Regions from separate parts of the Mus musculus genome. Here region 2 is linked to region 1. Evidence: chromatin contacts called from public HiChIP or PLAC-seq data. All regions are on one chromosome and are shown on one strand. Each heading gives the region's core, a stretch centred on a gene start, on an enhancer-like site or on the middle of the called end of the contact. The rest is flanking DNA. Distances are from core to core; before and after follow the strand shown.

The links. HiChIP or PLAC-seq counts read pairs in DNA pulled down with a chosen protein or histone mark.
Region 2: an H3K27ac HiChIP or PLAC-seq map of microglia shows a contact between it and region 1, with 6 times the contacts expected there. The contact joins the promoter of Dcaf8 here to the promoter of Cfap126 in region 1. A contact is called at or near these places in 1 of 39 promoter capture datasets (liver) and 2 of 115 datasets of contacts at active chromatin or transcription factors (large pre-B cells and microglia).

The regions. Positions count from the first base shown.
Region 1 is chr1:171,121,530-171,124,795 of GRCm38.p6, reverse strand. It overlaps Cfap126 (cilia and flagella associated protein 126), which reads right to left and starts at 1,751. Exons shown (of 5, transcript NM_001379426.1): 1 at 1,603-1,751. The coding sequence starts at 1,629.
Region 2 is chr1:172,146,478-172,149,743 of GRCm38.p6, reverse strand. Dcaf8 (DDB1 and CUL4 associated factor 8) reads right to left here and starts at 1,729. Exons shown (of 14, transcript NM_001357204.1): 1 at 1,406-1,729; 2 at 423-495.

The DNA.
Region 1 (3,266 bases), core at 502-3,001:
ACTGACTCTTGTGTAGGAAGATGCCCTGACAAAACCCAACAGTTGGTATGCCAACCTACAAGCAACACGAAAAGAAGAGAGCTAAATACAAAGAGAGACGAGATTGTGTCTGGCTTTGCCACGCTGCATATTGAACCCAGGATCTTGTGCGTGCTAGGTAAGTATGAGATTATAATCTGTTTGCTCAAGATGTGTACCAGGGGTGTAGCTCTGAGTTACAGTGCTTATCTAGCATGTACAGAGCTATGGTCCTCAGCGCTAGTGGGGAAAAATGGATTTTAAGGAGCTGGTATAAAATAGGTGTGTGTGTGTGTGTGTGGTTAGACTTTTTAAAAATGCAATTAAATGTTAATGTTTGAGGTTTATTATATTCTACTGAGCATTACAAAATTTAATTTTTAATTTTCACATAGCTGCTAAAACCTTTTAAATTATGTTTGTGACACACTGCTGGAGACTGCTAGATTAGACCAAGGGATGGTAACCAAATCCACATTGCTACCTGCTTTTAGAAGGCCAAGGGGCAGAAAACGCCACTTTCTTTCTTTCTTTCTTTCTTTCTTTCCTCTCTCTCTCTCTCTCTCTCTCTCTCTCTCTCTCTCTCTCTCTCTCTCTCTCTCTCTCTCTCTCTCTCTCTTTTTCTTTCTTTCTTTGAGGCTGGGTTCCACCCTTCTGTCCCTGCCTCCCTGGCAAGAACGTTTTTTATTTGTAAAAATAGACCATTTGTAAAAATATTTGTAGACATAAAACAACCATTTGTGTTGCTTTGACAGAAGGTAGTTGGCCAAGGTGGCACACACCTGTAAGCCTCACGCTTAGCAGAGGAAGGTAGGAGGGTTGTGACTTTGTGGTCCAGTCTGGGATAGGTAGGTAGTAGCAAAACCTTACCTGTCTACCTACTCACACACATACACATAAACGAAGAAAAAGAACAACACTAAACTGGGAATACTAAAGAAGGAAAATATTTTCTCCAAAGGAACTCCAAAAATGTGTAGGCAATATTTTGTTTCTTTTCTTACTACAAGACTCTGGCTGGCCTGGAACTCTCTATGTAGACCAGGCTGGCCTCGAACCATCAGTGACTATTTTGTGTCCTTGTTTTCATTCTCTCTCTCTCTCTCTCTCTCTCTCTCTCTCTCTCTCTCTCTCTCTCTCTCTCTCTCTTTCTCTCTCTCTCTGTGTGTGTGTGGAGGGGGAGGGGTTCTCTTGAAGCTCAGGTTAGCCTTGGACTCAGTATGTAGCCCCAGAATGCCTTGAACACCCATCCTCCTGCCTCGGGGACCACTGGGGAGCATCTCTACCCCTATATTTTGAATTTTTCTGAAACAAATTAGTGCTAACTTTCATATAAATAGATATGACTTTGTCACTTGACTTACAAAGCCTAAACTGCTTACTCTGGCCTGTACAAATAAAATCACTGCTTCCTGGCTTACGGTCTACAGATTTAACCCAGATCCTCTTTGCTTGTTCCTGGGCCCTCCCACCCATGAGATGAAGCACCGCCTCAACCCAGTCAGAGTCTGATGGGAGCGGGCAGTCAAGGGCAGCATCTGGAACATAAACTCAAATGTAAAAGGGTGACGAGCAAGCGCTTACCTGGTTGGCACTGTAGTTAGTGGCCATGATCCAGTGCTGTTTACACTTGTTGCCTGGCAACTGCAGAAGGCCAGCCTTCTGGGAGTTACTCCCGGTCAGCAGGGGTTGGGCTACATTCTGTGGTTTACACTACCCTCTTCCTTTCTCTCTGAAACGTAGGTTCATTTTCATTTTAGAGTATAGAGGCCCAAACAAACATGAGAAAATGAACTGAGAAGTAGCCATGGATACCTTGAACACCCCGTCCTCCTGCCTCTGCTTCCAAAATCCCAGGACCACTGAGCAGGACCGCTGCATTTGCCTCAGTTACTATACTTTGCATGTGTCCAAAACAAATCAGGGATAACTGTCATGTAAATAGCTGTTTCCCCAACATAGTTAAGTCTGCTTCAGAATTTCCAGGTTGTCTTTGAATGACATCTTCAACTATTTAAACAAACTTTGAGACCCCCCAACCCCCGTGAGCTGAGTGTGTGAGACACTGTGGTATAATGAACTAAGCCTAACCCCTCATCCATCACACACTGTAGTGATGGCCTGCTTTGTACACTGAAGAATAAGGTGAATGAAATGTTCACAGTGGGAATTGGGCGCTGCCAAGATGCTGCTCACAGGATAACAAAGGCACACTGCTTAGGAAGCAACCAACTGGTTTGTTCCCAAAAGGAAATATATGTCTTATCCTTGGTCCTTAAGTGACTCCTGTCTCCTCCATCCCCCTACAGTCACAGGACCCAAGATATAGCTTCATAGTGTTGGTTAGGATATGGCAAATCAGAACGTAGGGTGGGAAACTGAGTAGGTACCAGGGCCTGAGCCTATTAGCTATAAAACCAAGGAACCCTGAGAGACTCATTGAAATTTCTGTTAAGTCCATCTACTCATCTATTGGGGTGTTAGAACTAAAGAGGGCTTGTCAGTTACAAAGTCTTAAGTTTTAAAAAAAGGAAAAAACCCAAGTTGTCCAAAGATACTTAAGAGCCAGATATGGCTGTGCACGCCTGTAATCCCAGTATCCAGGAAGTGGAGGCAGGAGGATCTCAAGTTCAAGACCAGCCTTGGCTATGTAGTAGGATCCTGTCTCCAAAAAACAGGGAAGGGACTCATGAGGCCCCCCCTCCTTCCTGGAGCTATGGAGGCGTTAACTGTTGCTGGGGGAGGGGCTCACAAGGCCCCGCCCTTTATGTTAATAGTTCTGGAGAGGGCAGGATCTTCTTTTCAGTGTTGTAACCAGCCACACTGGTAGGTGGTCCATGCTCCTGGGAATAACCTCCCACGTGTGCAAGCATCTCTGAGCTCAGACACACACACACACACACACACACACACACACACACACACTCAAACACGAAAGCATGGTGACGCCTCTAACCTCAGAACTTGGAGGAGTCAGACCTCTAAATGTGAGCCAACCAGGTTTACATAGTAAGTTCCAGGCCAGTCAGGGATGCATAGAAAGGCCTTATCTCAACAACCAAACAACAAGAACAAAAGTCCACGTGAAGTGAGAAGAGGGTATAGGGGGAAGCAGGTGGGGTCCACTGGGAGGGGGAGGGGCATAAGAGGGTGAACGCAATCAGAATCCTACATGAATGAAAATGTCACAATGAAACCCATTATTCTATAGATCATAGGTGCTGGTTTGAAGGAAGGACGTGGGGTGG
Region 2 (3,266 bases), core at 480-2,979, 1.0 Mb before region 1:
GAGTGGTTAATTACTCTCCAGATGGCATGGATGATAAGTTCTGGGTTTGGGAGAACAGATCTGACTTGACAAAAGGCTAAACAGAATTCAGGCAACCCAGTTCTCTATGTTTTAACAGTCTAAGACAAGATCCACGGGAAGACAAAACACAATGCAAATAAATAACGGGGGAATAGAAAACGAGGTGCAGACTGCTCACTCGACGCTTAAGCCATTTGAAGACACACAACAACAGTGTCGGGCAGCAGGTCAAAATACAGCCAATTAAATTTGTAAGAAATTTAACCAAAATTGTAACAAAGCTGCTAACAATATCCAAACTTGCGGAAACAGGGGTAACAATTGTTGAGTTTAGCGGTCTGCACTTTCGCATGAGGAAAGGGTCTTGAATTGAGGAATTAAACGCCTTCAATGCCACTCACCTTCCTGCTTTTATCGCCGACCGAAGTCAGGCCCAAGATCCTGAGAAAACTGGTCTGGAGGTTCGCTGAAGAACTGAGAAAAGTGAAAGTTTACATGGCAAAGGCGTCTCTTCTGAAAGTAGCCAAAATATTTATGACCACACTTTAATGTTTTTTTTTTTAAAGTCTCCTCACAACTATTTAAAACCAAAACAACTTACCTAACTCAATTCTGACTACTGAACAAAACCCATGCCCGTAATGGAAACACAAAGGATTAACACAAGATTTAAACGCCAGGCAAAGTTATCTCCCAGCTCCACCAAGGCTAAAGAGTCACTTATGAGGAAAACCTGTATCTTTTCAACTCTTAAACCAAACCACCCGTCTCAAGCAAACTCCGGAGCAGGGGGGGGGAGGGGAGAATCCGCGGGAGAATGTGATCGCTCTAGTGCGGGTTTGTTTACAGACTACACCAACAATCATGAGTCAGAAATTCAAGCCGCCAGATGCTTTCCAACTAATAAGGACCAAGCGGGACCGTTCTAAGGTGTCCTAAAAGATTTCGGGACACGGGGAGGGGAAGTACATTAAGAGAACTAGATCACAAAGCATTCAAGAACAGACTGCCAGTTTCTTGGACCTCGGCCTTCCGTACGAGGTGCTGGGCCTGAGATCTTGGGATGGGGGAAGGGGGCACACTGCGCGGTGGCCCTGAAGTGACTAGGAGACGCCAACAGAGCCGGGTCCCCAAATTATAAAGGGAGAAATGAGAGTTTACGAATGGGTCACCGGACGAACGAGAAGCCCCTGTGAGTCATGGGGTTGGCCCTAGGGGGCAACCCCGTGGACCGACCCGGGCAGAGGACGAGTCCTCCCAGCACCGACTCGGAGGAGGGGAGTAAGACTTAAAGTCCGGGAGTTTTAGGAAAGGGATCGGGCCTGTCCTGCGGGGAAGCGGTCAGGGAGAGGGGGGAACAGGCCGAGCCGGACGAAACACGGACCCGGTAGGTCAAGGGGAGGGCGTCCGGCTGGGGCAGTTACAAGCACGGGAGCTGGCGAGGCCCGGCAGCCCGCTTCCCATCTAGGGTCATCCTTCTGCCAGCGGATGCTCCGACTGTTCCAGGCCCAGCCGCCCCGTCCACTGCCGCCACCAACGCCGCCGCCATCTTACACTGGCCAGCGGCAGCCACCACCACCGTCTCGGGTCTCCGCGCCTGCGCCTGCGCCGTCACGCTTTCCGGCGGGGTTTGCGACGCTGTGCTGGAGGAGACTGAGCGAGAGCGGTCCCGCGAGCTCTGGGCTCCCAACCCTCCCGGTGGCCGCACAAGGGGCGGAGCCTCGGGCCAACCGAAGCCGCGAGGGGCGCGTGCGCGGGGCGGAGGAGTCAAGTTGTTTTCGTACTTTGAGAGTGATGGCTTGTCTCCTGGTATTCAAAACACATGCGATCTAGGGGCTCCTTGGAGTTGTGCCGGAAAATGAACCTCATTCCAAAGGCTCTGGCAGGCAAACTTCTAGGTGTCCTCCAGGCCTGAGGTTCTAATTCTTGCCATATTTTTTTGTTTGTTTGTTTCCTTGTTTAAAGAAAAACCCCTTTCTCCTTTCAGGCTCAAAGCTGCATTTCCTTCAATGGCTTCTTAAGAGGCCTTCTGCCAGCACCCATTTGTCCATTTGTTTAAAAGAGTCACTAAGGTTTGGGGATGTTGGAATGCTTCCTAAGGGTCTAAAAGTTTTAAAAGTTTGATCCCCACACCTGGGGGTGGGAGTGACACGGCTTAGAAACAGGATTTATTTATTCATTTGAAACAGGATCTTTCTACCCGGGCTGTCCTGGAACTGTAGATCTCACAGAGATCACCCACCTGCCTCTGCCTCTCAGGCGCTGGGATTAGGATTAAAGGCGCTCAACGCTGCAGAGTTTAATTTTTTAAATGAGCATACAAACTAACAGGTTACAAACTAGCACTCAGGAGGCTGAGACAGGATATACACAAGTTGGAGGTCAACCTAGAACAACGGATAGTAAGTTCGGGGCTAGAATAAGTCCTTCCCCGATCCCCAACACACACACACACACACACACACACACGCAATAGGTTTCCATGTGGCATTTTCATATGTATGTGTCATGCCTGTTTCTTCATGGCCCCCTTCCCACTCATTTTCCCCTTCTTGGTTACCTTCCTCCAATAACTACCACTAAGTTTTGTGACTAGTGTATACTCCATTCTCTTTTCTTAGCTTTCCTTCAACTCTCTTTATATCTCTTCCTTGCCTCTCAGTCTCCTGTCTACTTTGTTGTTAAATATGAATACGTGTGTGTAATTAATAGACATATGTATACATGAACTTAAATCCAGATTCTGCATATGGGAGAGGACATGCCATATTTGTCTTTCTGAGTCTAACTTATGTTGTTTATAATCTGCAAATACTATTTCATTCTTCATAGTTGATGGATCCTATTGTGTATATATTCTATATTTTCTTTAATTCATTCATCTGTTGATAAATATCTAGGTTTATTCATAATTTAGCTGTTGTGAAAATACAGCTAAAACATGGATACGCCACATAACTCTGCAGGTTGCTGGTTTTAGGTAACCTCTGTACACTACTTTCTGCTGACACCTAAAGGAAACCTAACCAGGATTCTAGGATTCCAGATTACTCCTAGCTAGCAGGCTGGAGCATTCTTATTTGTAGCAGAAAAATCTAGTAGGATCATTATATCCAGGGTAGGCAGTAGAATAAAATAATTGTTTTTCACTGTTTAGGGTAGACATCAGAATGAAGAGTTTTTTTTCCTGGAAGTAATGTTTTTGTTTTGTTTTGTTTGTTTTTCCAGACAGGGTTTCCTTGCCC